Regions from separate parts of the Sus scrofa genome. Here region 2 is linked to region 1. A link is a contact called in public HiChIP or PLAC-seq data. All regions are on one chromosome and are shown on one strand. Each heading gives the region's core, a stretch centred on a gene start, on an enhancer-like site or on the middle of the called end of the contact. The rest is flanking DNA. Distances are from core to core; before and after follow the strand shown. Region 1 overlaps MBP (myelin basic protein). Region 2 holds the start of ZNF236 (zinc finger protein 236).

Region 1 (5,133 bases), core at 1,611-4,110:
TGTCTGTCCATAAGCTACCGAGCTTCCGGGAGGTCAGTGGCCAAGGTCACTTGGCTGAAAGGTGGCAGACCTGGTTCTGTGTGGCTCCAACATCTGTGTTAACTGACTGTGGTTCCGGGGGTCTCTCACCTGACAACCACCCTCATGTCACCTTAGCCCCTGCTGGTTCCCTGGACAATGAAGCCTCCTGATCTTGCCCCTGCCAGGGCCCAGCTGTAGCCCCCTTGTCCTCAAGCTCCCTGAGGGGGCCTGGGCCTGTGACCTGGCACAGTGACTGCTCTGGCAGTGCCTGGAGAAATGCTTGCTCTGAACAACTTGGAGGAGGACCGGCTAAGAAGCAGCTGGTGGACAAACTAGAGGCTGCCCTGGACCCTCCCCCATCGGGAAGGTACATTACCAGCTTGAAGATTTTGGAAAGTGTGCCCTGGGCGTCCTGGGCCCCCTTGAGTCCCTTGTGAGCCGGTTTGTAGTCAGGAGCTCTGCCTCCGTAGCCGAATCCCGGCTTCTGGCCCTCGGCGCCCTGCAAGAAAAGAGGGCACCTCTCAGTCAGTGCCCAAGTGATGCCCCATGCCCATCATGCTGGCCCAACCTGGGCAGCTGCCTCTGGAAGATCAAACCTCCCCTGCAGCAGCCACTTCCCCTCTCCATGCTGTGTGGGTTTCAACAGCAGATTAGCCAACATCTCTCAAAACAAGGTCAAGAACTTTGGCCCAAAACATGCCCAGAGGAAGGGGAGCCCTAGACATGCTGGGAGAGTGTGTGCAAAGCCTGGTCCCCAAGGGAAGCCAAGTGCCCCGCCCTGGGTCTCCTTTGGCCCTTCGAACCGTTGGCTCTCACCTGCTGCCTGGAGACACCAGCAGCCTTTGCACTTGGTGAAATGTGAGGCTCATACCTTCCAACATGCAAAGACCAACCTCCCAGTTCCTTGGCCTGGAGCCTCTCCTGAGGACAGACAGGACCAGCTCCCCTGGCCTTGGTGTGGGAGTCCTGAATGTGGATGGTAGCCTGGGGCCAGGGTTCTTCCTGGAGCCTGGGCTGGGAGCCAGTCGTGATAGAGGGAAGGGGGCAGGTCCCAGCTGAGAAGCCATGTCTCCCAGGCTGCGCACCAAAGCGTAGCCCCAGAGCCAGCAACTTGGCAGGTCTCCACCACTCCCAGGCTGTGTGACCTCAGACAAGTGTCAGAACCTCTCTGAGTTTCAGCCTCCTCTTGCATAAAATGGGGATAATGGATGCTCTGCTCTGAGGATGGAGCTTGTAGCTCTGAACTTCCGAGCTTGCCAGGATTAAGGAAGATGGCCTCCCAGACAGACCGGCAGCCCCCACCCCTGCCTCCAGCTACGCCAGAAGCCCCCGCTCACTTCAGGGAAGATGAAGAGAGCTGCCTTTACGGCACATGGCAATGGCAGTGATCACCGAAATGTAAAAACCTATGTGTCTCTAGGACCAGCTTGCGTTCTAATATCCTTTAGCTTCAGAGGGGAGCTTGTACTGTGAACAAGAGAGAGGAACAGGGGAAAGTCCAGGTGTTCAGTCATGACGGATGTCAGCATTGGGGGTAAAACGTGTCCAGCTGTGGGTGCCATGTCCGTCAGGGGCCAAACAGGCAGCTCAAGGCATCAGCACAGGACCTCATGGATCTCTATGCTCCGAGACTCATTTTACATTTTGCCAGCAAGAGGTGGGAGGCTCTTTACATGTGCCGCTCCTGAGAATTTTAGAAACAAAGTAAAACCATCTCCTGATCCAAACCCCAGACCCCTTTGCCTCAGCCCACAGTCCTTTTAAGTTTCCCGAGTGTGTTTTAGGGTTCAAGAAACCATCGAACCCATCGCTCTAGTTTAGAGGTGTTGGAAATGGGTTCTAGAAGGTTCAGGATTCAGAGTTCCCACCGTGGCTCAAGTGGGTTACGAACCTGAGTAGCAACCATGAGGATGCAAGTTCAATCCCTGGGCTCACTCAGTGAGTTAAGGATCCAGCATTGCCGTGAGCTGTGGTGTAGGTCGTAGATGTGGCTCAGATCCTGCGTAGGCCAGCAGTTACAGCTCTGATTCAACCTCTAGCCTGGGAACTTCCTTATGCTGTGGGTGTGGCCCTAAAAAGAAAGCGAAGAAGTTTCAAAATTCTTCTGGTTCACTAGTTCACCTATCTCAGGTTTGGACTGAGGCTGGACCAGGGCCATCTGTCAAGACACTGCCCCTCCATCACCCCAACCCCCAGACACTGGCCACTCAGAGGCAGCTACTGTCATGTGAAGGTTTTGTTTCAGGGGTTATCACGTGCATAAGGGACAGAGCAGGGAAGATGCAGGACTGCATATGAGATGAACCCAGAGCTGCCCTTGAACCCTAGGGGCTCCCACGGACATGGTCCCTCCGTGGTGGTACATGGAGGGACAGGTGACAGGTAAAGAGGGCTGTGCCAAAGGACAGACGTGAGATGGTGGAAATCCATGCTTTCCCGAGCAAGTGCTAAGCCATTCTCTAACTCCGTTGTTTTTCTCCAAAAGTAAAGAGCTTCTGAGAATTAAATTCAAAGATTGGCTTTCAGATTAGTAATCTGTTTAACTGTTCTCCTTTCAAATTCTCGGTCACTTCTATCTTTGAGCAACCTAGAATTTACCAGAAAACATACACCATAGTTTAGAAAACTGGTGGCAGTTTCAGAAACTCCAAACGGGCAGACGGTCCTGCAGTTCTAGGAAACAGACACTAACTAGCTCTCGGGACACAGAGAAGGATTTTGCTTTGGGAAAAAGAGAAATTTCAGACGGATTAGTGGGACCCCAAGTGGAGAAACGAAGGAGAAGCAGGCAAAGGCCGGGCTGTTAGCTGCTGAGGCTGAGGTGGCCTTTAAGGACAGGAGGAAAAGCGTCTCTCAACCCTCCCCTCGCTGCCCAGTCTGTGATGACTGTGCCCTGGGTCCATGCCTAGAAGGCTTGGTCAGGCGATTATGAAAATAAGATTTCTGGGTCAAAAATGGATTTCATTCTTCAATATCATCTTTGTTACCTGCTGGCAAAGAAAGTCAGTAATTAATTGGCTGTGAGTGCTGGACTGTGTCAATGTCCCACAGGTTTGTCACCTTTTAGCAAACCCATTAGATCAGAAAAAGGCTCAGGAATATTTGGACAAAATGTTCCAGCAAATATCTCAGTACGTAATCCAGTGTAATGATGTGTTGGAGCAGTTCATGGAATCTTTCTTCTGCCTTTTCTCTGGGGGCAGCTCTCTTCCTCTCCCTTCCTCTCTCCTCCCTCTCCCTCCCCCTTCCCTTTCCCCTACCCTGTCCTCCCCCTTCTCCCCCCGCCCACCGCCTCCTTCCCTTCCTTCCTTCTTTCTTTTTCTTTTTTTCTAAATTCATTCATTCTATGAATCTTTTTTATATTAAAATTTTTTTAAAATATATTTTTAATGATTTTTTTTTTTCTTTTTAGGGCCGCACCTGTGGCATATAGAGGTTCCCAGGCTAGGGGTTGAGTCGGAGCTGTAACTGCTGGCCTACACCACAGCCACAGCAACGGGGGATCCAAGCCATGTCTGTGACCCACACCATCGCTCACAGCAATGCTGGATCCTTAACCCACTGAGCGAGCCCAGGGATTGAACCCACAACCTGATGGATACTAGTTGGGTTCATTAACCACTAAGCCAAGATGGGTACTCCTATTTTTAATGATTATTAATTGACCATCAAGTACACATAGGCTCTGTTCCAGAGAGTAAGGACCTTGTGATTCCAAGGATACTGGAGGGTGCATCTCTATAAAGATGCTGTGTCTCTATGACAGACACAGTTCCTGGCCTACACGTTAGTGGTTCTATTTTTATTCTGGAAATTTTATAAAGTAAGAACCATATCTGATACTTACTAGTAACTATGGGCAATAGAATTGGTTAAAGTACAGGTAGGCAGTTTAAGGTGGCTCAGACACCAAATTTTACTGGAAATTCAACAAATCGGCTGTTTAAAGTCTTCATGGACACGTTGTTCTCAGAAATTCCTAGAAAAGTTTTCCTAGCTGGCTTGGTAGCTAAGCTTTCAGTTTTACTAAATCGACACAGAACTCTTTCAGGTAACGTGGGTTATTGTAAACCAAATAACTTCATTTAGTGTCTTTTGCCCTTGTCTGTGGCCTCATTTTTCCTCAAGGAAATGTCAGCCTCTGAGGGGAGGGCTGGCTGTTGGGGACCACATGACTAGCTTTTCTCATCTGTTGCTTTGACAGGAAACCAGGCATTTCCTCAAACGTGGAGTCACCCCATCTCCTGGGAGGAGCTTTTGGTGTTGCCTGGGGCGGGGGCGGGGGGTGGGGGCTGGGAAGCAGAGAGGGGACAGTGCAGGAGGGAGCACCAGCCGCGGGCCAGCTGGTGAGATGGGGAAGAAAGTGGGCCCATGAGCAACTGAAACAGAGCAGAACAGAAAAGTCGAGTGCCTGTGAGGAGGGAAGCAGAGGCAGCGGGATGGACATGCGTTTGTCACCTACCCAGCTAAATCTGCTGAGGGACAGTCCTCGCCCCTGTGTGAGGAAAAGAAAGAAAGAGTGACATGGAGGCCAGTGCAGGGAAACATCTTCTTTCAATAAAACAGGAGACACAATCAAAACAACACAGTGCTGAGATGCAAAGAGCTTTTGTCACGTGTACCATGTCCCTGTGGGTGGCCGTGGCCACCTGGAGCTGCCCAGAGATTGCTGATCAGGTTTGAGGGGAAAGAGCAGGAATGATGCATGCTGTCTCTGCACCTGCCGGTGGGAAGGGATGCCATGCACATGTCAGCCTGTTCTTGTGAGATCCACGTGGAAAACACTGGGGGAGGAAGTCATTTCGTCATTTGGGATGAGTCCAGCCCTTTTTGGTACATTTAGGGGTTTCTGGGAAGGTCTATAAATAAAGTGACACTGACTCGAAGCATTCAGAGGTCTTACCTTCCCTTGAGATGGGGGAGGTGTGCGAGGCGTCACCTGCAAAGACACAGGAGAGTGGTGAGCCTGGTGAACTGGTGGGGGGGGTCCCCTCCTTGAGAGCAGCCCTGACCCTCCTGGTGAGACCCCCCCCTTGTTGCTAGGTCCCAGCTAGCTCCTGTTTGCCGAGAGCGTCTAGGATCTATCGCTGTAAGAAGTCACCCACTCAGTCC
Region 2 (5,133 bases), core at 715-3,214, 110 kb before region 1:
CATGGAGGTTCCCAGGCTAGGGGTCCAACCAGAGCTGTAGCCACCAGCCTATGCCAGAGCCACAGCAACACCAGATCCGAGCCATGTCTTCAATGTACACCACAGCTCTCGGCAATGCCGGATCCTACAAATGGCTAAGGATTCTTATGATCTCCTTCCAATCTGTTTTCTCAGGCTTATATGGTAACCCAGCACTAATATGCATATGGAAATAGCTGTATTTTGTCTAAAATTATGTAGATTTTCACTTTGATGCAACTATGAGCATGGGTTTAACAGGTAAACAGATTTGGTTTGGGGCTTGGATTTGCTTACAGGCTATACTTCTCTGAACCTCATCTGTAAAATAGTACCTTGCAAGAATGTTGTAAGGATTAGAAGTATTCTATATAAAGCACTAAAACATGGCAAGAAGTTTAAAAAAAGAGCAGGAGTTCCCATTGCTCCTCAGTGTGACTAGTATCCACGAGGATTTGAGTTCAACCTCTGGCCCTGCTTAGTGGGCTAAAGATCCTGAGTTGCTGTGGCATAGACAGGGAGCTACAGCTTGGATTAGAACCCTAGCCTGGGAGCTTCCATATACTGCACCTGTGGCCCTAAAAAAACAAAAAAGCAAAAACTCAACCCCCCAGCAGATGTCGATTGCTAAATCCCATTTGCTATTCATTGGCTGGCTGATGTTGGTTAAATAACCTGAACTTGTTTCCTTTTATGATGGTCTACTTTTTAATAAACTTCATGTATATAAAGTACCTGACAGATAAGACTCACTAGTGTTTCTTTACCCTGTTGCCTCTACCTGAACATCCTGTTAGAATACAACCACTTACTAAAAATGTTTCAGTTAAGAGAGGGTTTTTCCCTCTGTAATTAATCTTATCCTTCTCAAAGTTCTCTGTGGATTTTTAAATAAAGCCTCTGACATTTGACTAATTTTGTGTCTTTCTTGCCCGATGAGTCCAAGTTTTTTGGAGGGAGATTGTTTTGTTAACCTTTGAATTCTCTCATAATATGGTCAGTGATTATTATTTGTGCCTTTGAAATAGTTTTTTTTTTTTCTGAGGATATTATGTTAGACGTTTTCTTTTGTTTTACTTGACCTTACCTAACACTTTGCTGTCATGTTCCTGTTTGAATTTTGTGGAAGTTGGTGTGGCTAACAACAACAACAACAAAAAATCAATACATTTGAAACTATAAATCTTAAGGCATTACATTAGATAGGAACATTAGTCCAAGACTGATGTTTTGGATAGTTTTGGCTCCGGGGCTTTTTGCCACTATAGTCTGTTCAGGGCCTTCCTGAAACAACACATCAAGACGAAGTGCTCTTGGTTTTCCTGGAATTCATGAGCATATAAACACGTGTCACATACTACGCATGTGGCACATAATGGACCCTAGGTCGGGGTTTTCTTTTACCTGCCTCCACCTGGGAAGCTCCTCCTCACCACCTCTGCCTGCTCAAGGTTACCTTTCCTACTTACTTCCCATGACCCGACCTGTTGGGTGACTTTGGCTGCCCAAGACGTAAGCCAGGACCGCCAGGTGACCGCGGCCCGCCCGCCCCACCTCCTCGAGGCCAGGACCGCCAGGTCATTGTGGGTCGCCCGGCCCCCAGCCCCAGACGCCAGGAGCGCGAGGTTCCGCGGCCTGCTAGTGTTCCAAGCCGCCTGGGAGGCCAGCACCTCCAAGTGACTGCGGCCCGCTCACCCTCCGTCGCCCAAGCCCGAACGGCGGAACGCGCATGCGCACCACGCCGCTCCCCCGCCCCCACCTCGCGCCCGCGCCCAACGCCCCCAACGCGGCCCGCCGGGCCATGGAACCCGCCGAAGTTGGCGCGGTTCGAGCTCTCCTGTTCGCTCGCTCGGGCGCCTTCCCCCCGTGAGGCCCGTGGGCGCTCGGCCGGGGCTCGGCGGCTGCCTGGGCCGCTCCGCCCGCCTCCGCCGCTCGGCGGGCGCGCGCCGCGCTCCCGCGGCCGATCCCCGCGCGTGCGCGCTCTGCCGAGTGTATGTGTGTGAGTGTGTGTGCGGCCGAGGGGTGGTCCGCCGCTGCCGCCGACGATGCCGCGGGGCCGCCCCCCGAAGCCCAAGGAGAGCAAGGCGCGCGGCGACACCGGTAAGCGGCCCCGGCCCGGCCGGCCGCGCTGTGCCGCTCCGCGCGAATATAGTCCCCGGATGCGGCGCGGGGGGCGCTGGGAGCGGGCCGGGCCGGGGGTGGCGGGGCGGCTGGGCTGGGCCCGGCCTGGGGCCGGGGCCGGGGCCGGGGTCCGGGGTCCAGGCCGGGGAGCGGCCCCGCCACGCCCGCCGCCGCTGACGCCGCCGCCTCCCGACTGCCGGCCGCAGGGCGCGGGCGGAATGATATCGGCGCGGCGCGGCCGGCCCCTCCGCCGGGCTGGGCCTACTTTCCTGGGCCGCGCGGGCGGGCGGCAGCTGCGGCGGCGGGGCCGGGGGCGAGGCGCGCCGCCTTCCCCCTCCCGCTCCCGCTCCAGCTCCCCGCGCCCCGCTCCTCCCGCACCCTCCTTCTTCGTCCACGCAGCCAGGCTGGCGCGGGGCGCGGGAGGCCTTCTTTTTGGGAAGCTGCGTCCGTGCGGGGAATGGCGGGCCCGGGGGCAGGCGGCTGGGAGGGTGCGGAGCCCCGAGGCGGGCAGGAGGGGGCCCGGTAGCCGGCCCCCCGGCCTCTCCCGCGGCTCCCGGAGGGCTGGTGCCCGCAGGACGCGGGCGCGCGGGGCCGTGTCTGGACCCGGCAGGCCGGCGTGCGCTTCTCACTGTGCCCTCGCAGGCATCGGGGAGCAGGAGGGGCGGGCTAGGGGTCGGTGTAAGCTTAGGGGACGAACCAAACCAGATGGGACCGTTCTAGTTACTGCAGTTGCTGAAATTGACAGACGAGTAAACTAGGAAGGTGTTCCGACGTCACTGCCACGCAGTAAATGTGAATTTCATCGAGGATGCTCACACTTCGTGTAGCCCTTGTGGAACTTGGGGAAATACAGGTGTGCAGATGGGTAGTCGGGTAATAACCGCTCAGAATTTTGATTAGTGTCTGATGGTGTCTGGAAGCAGGTCTCAAAGGGCTCTCTTCCTGCTTTGGCCTTATTTTATTCAGTGTTTATTAAGTTTTTTGTTGATATGACTTCTGCTAAGAATAGCAAAGTGCAGTGTCTCTCTGTTACTTGGGAAAAGGCTTAGGAGAAAAAAAAGAATGTAAAATTTGCATTGGAATAAGGCCAGGAAATTATTCGTCCTCCACTCTCCCATTTCACCTAGTTTTTCAAGCCTCAAACTTAGAAAAATAATTCTCTTACTCCCTAAGACATTTCTTAAGTTTTGTAGCTTCTACCCCCCAAATGTATTTTCAGTTGGCCCTGCTCTTTCCCTCTCCTGGGTTACCACCTTACCATTTTTCAGGCTCTGTAGGAGCCTCTGGTCTCTCTGCCAGTCCTATAAACCCATCATCTGTAGGCCTGAGGCTCTCTTTAAGATGTAAATACATGGTCACACCCTGATTAAAATTAAGCTGTGGATCCCTTATCCCTTTAACTTAAAATCCCACTCCTGCAGGATCCTAACTGATCTGGCATTTGTCCATCTCTTTTTGCTCTTGCCCTGCCCTACCACTCAGTCCTTGGCATTCCAGATGACACCACATTTACTTCTGTCTCAGGGCCTTTGCAGTTCCCTATTTTGAGACTCCACCTCCTCTTCTGTAGGTCTCTGTGCTTCAGCATCCTAAGAGAGGCCTCTTCAGACCTTTCAGACCTTTTTGCTACTTTCCCCCCGCTTTCCACCAGTCATTCTTTACCACAATGGTTTTCAAAAGTGTGGGAGTTCATGGAGACAATTTCAGGGGTCTGCAAGGTAAATATTTTTGTAGTAATACTAAGACCATTTGACTTTTTCATTTGGTTAACATTTGCACTAGTCACACACAGGTAATTAGGCGTAAAACTGTTCATGCCTTAGCAGTAGTCAAGGTGTGGAAACACCATACTGTGTGAGGCTGCATTATTTTAGTTTTATTTTAGAGAGATAATTGACATAACATTGTTTCAGGTGTGCAACATAATGATTCCACATTTGTATACATGGTAAAATGATCACCACTATAAGTCTCTCTGTATTCCACTTAAAAACAGCATATGACGAGAATGCAGAAGCAGAGATGAGGAACCACCTGTCTTGTGTTAAACCAGACATTAAAAAGATTTATGAACGTGGAAACTCTTCTTACTGCTTTTTGGAGAGTGTGTATTTCATAATAATATGTGTTTATGTTAACATGTAATAGATTTATTTTTCAGTGAATAAGTGTTTTAAAAATTACTCAGTTTCAAGGAAGTCCCTGGTAGCCTAGTGATTAAGGATCCGGTGTTGTCACTGCTGTGGCATGAGTCTGATCCCTGGCCCAGGCACTTCTACATGCCACAGGCATGGCCAAAAAAAAAAAATACACACACCACACAATGTATATGTACATAATATATATACATTTATATATGTATTATGTATATAATATATGCATATTTACACACACACATTTTTGCCTGGGTCAAGTTACTGCAGAGGTGTGGGTTCTATCCCCAGCCTGGCATAGTAGGTTAAAGGATCTGGTGTTGCTGCAGCTCTGGGGTGGGTCACAGCTTCAGCTCAGATTCAGTCCCTGGCCCGGGAACTTCCATATGCTGTGGGTTCAGCCATAAAAAAAAAAAAAAAAAAAAAAATTGCTCAGCTTCAGTTTCTAATAGGGCAATTGTCAATAGGTACAGCCTATATAATGTTATGGTCTGAGGTCCTCAATAATATTTAAGAATGTAAAGGGGTCCCAAGACCAAATGTTTGGGGACTGCTATGCTATCAGTTCATGATCTTAATGCTTCTCACTCTGAAATTATTTTGCCTGTTTTTCTGAGTCACTGTTATGAATTTTATTCCTAAGAAAATCCTGGAAGATAGGGATTTTTACAGACGTGGGGATGAGGCTCAGGTTAACTGATCTGAAAGGTCCACCCAGCTATAGTAAGTAGCAGAGTCTGATTAGAATCTGCATTTAAGTCCAAAGTGTACACTGCATCGTCCTGCCTTGATAGGTATCAATCCCTACATGTGGCTTAATCCCTCTGTTCTGCAAGTATTT

Evidence for each region. HiChIP or PLAC-seq counts read pairs in DNA pulled down with a chosen protein or histone mark.
Region 2: an H3K27ac HiChIP or PLAC-seq map of alveolar macrophages shows a contact between it and region 1. The contact joins the promoter of ZNF236 here to the enhancer-like site in region 1. A contact is called at or near these places in 2 of 5 promoter capture datasets (fetal skeletal muscle and liver), 24 of 47 Hi-C or Micro-C datasets (adipose tissue, alveolar macrophages, blood and 15 more) and 2 of 2 datasets of contacts at active chromatin or transcription factors (alveolar macrophages and skeletal muscle).

Annotation. Positions count from the first base shown.
Region 1 is chr1:147,673,833-147,678,965 of Sscrofa11.1, reverse strand. It overlaps MBP (myelin basic protein), which reads right to left. Exons shown (of 7, transcript NM_001001546.2): 4 at 4,925-4,960; 5 at 4,484-4,516; 6 at 398-520. Among named protein-coding and RNA genes, the nearest start is that of MBP, 27 kb to the right of the region's middle. Within about 2 kb of position 2,860, at least 17 of the 83 cell types and tissues checked have an H3K27ac peak or open chromatin away from gene starts, as enhancers often do. A contact at or near this core is called in adipose tissue, alveolar macrophages, mesenteric adipose tissue and 3 more, where this site is marked.
Region 2 is chr1:147,778,992-147,784,124 of Sscrofa11.1, reverse strand. It overlaps ZNF236 (zinc finger protein 236), which reads left to right and starts at 1,964. Exons shown (of 33, transcript XR_002345824.1): 1 at 1,964-2,118.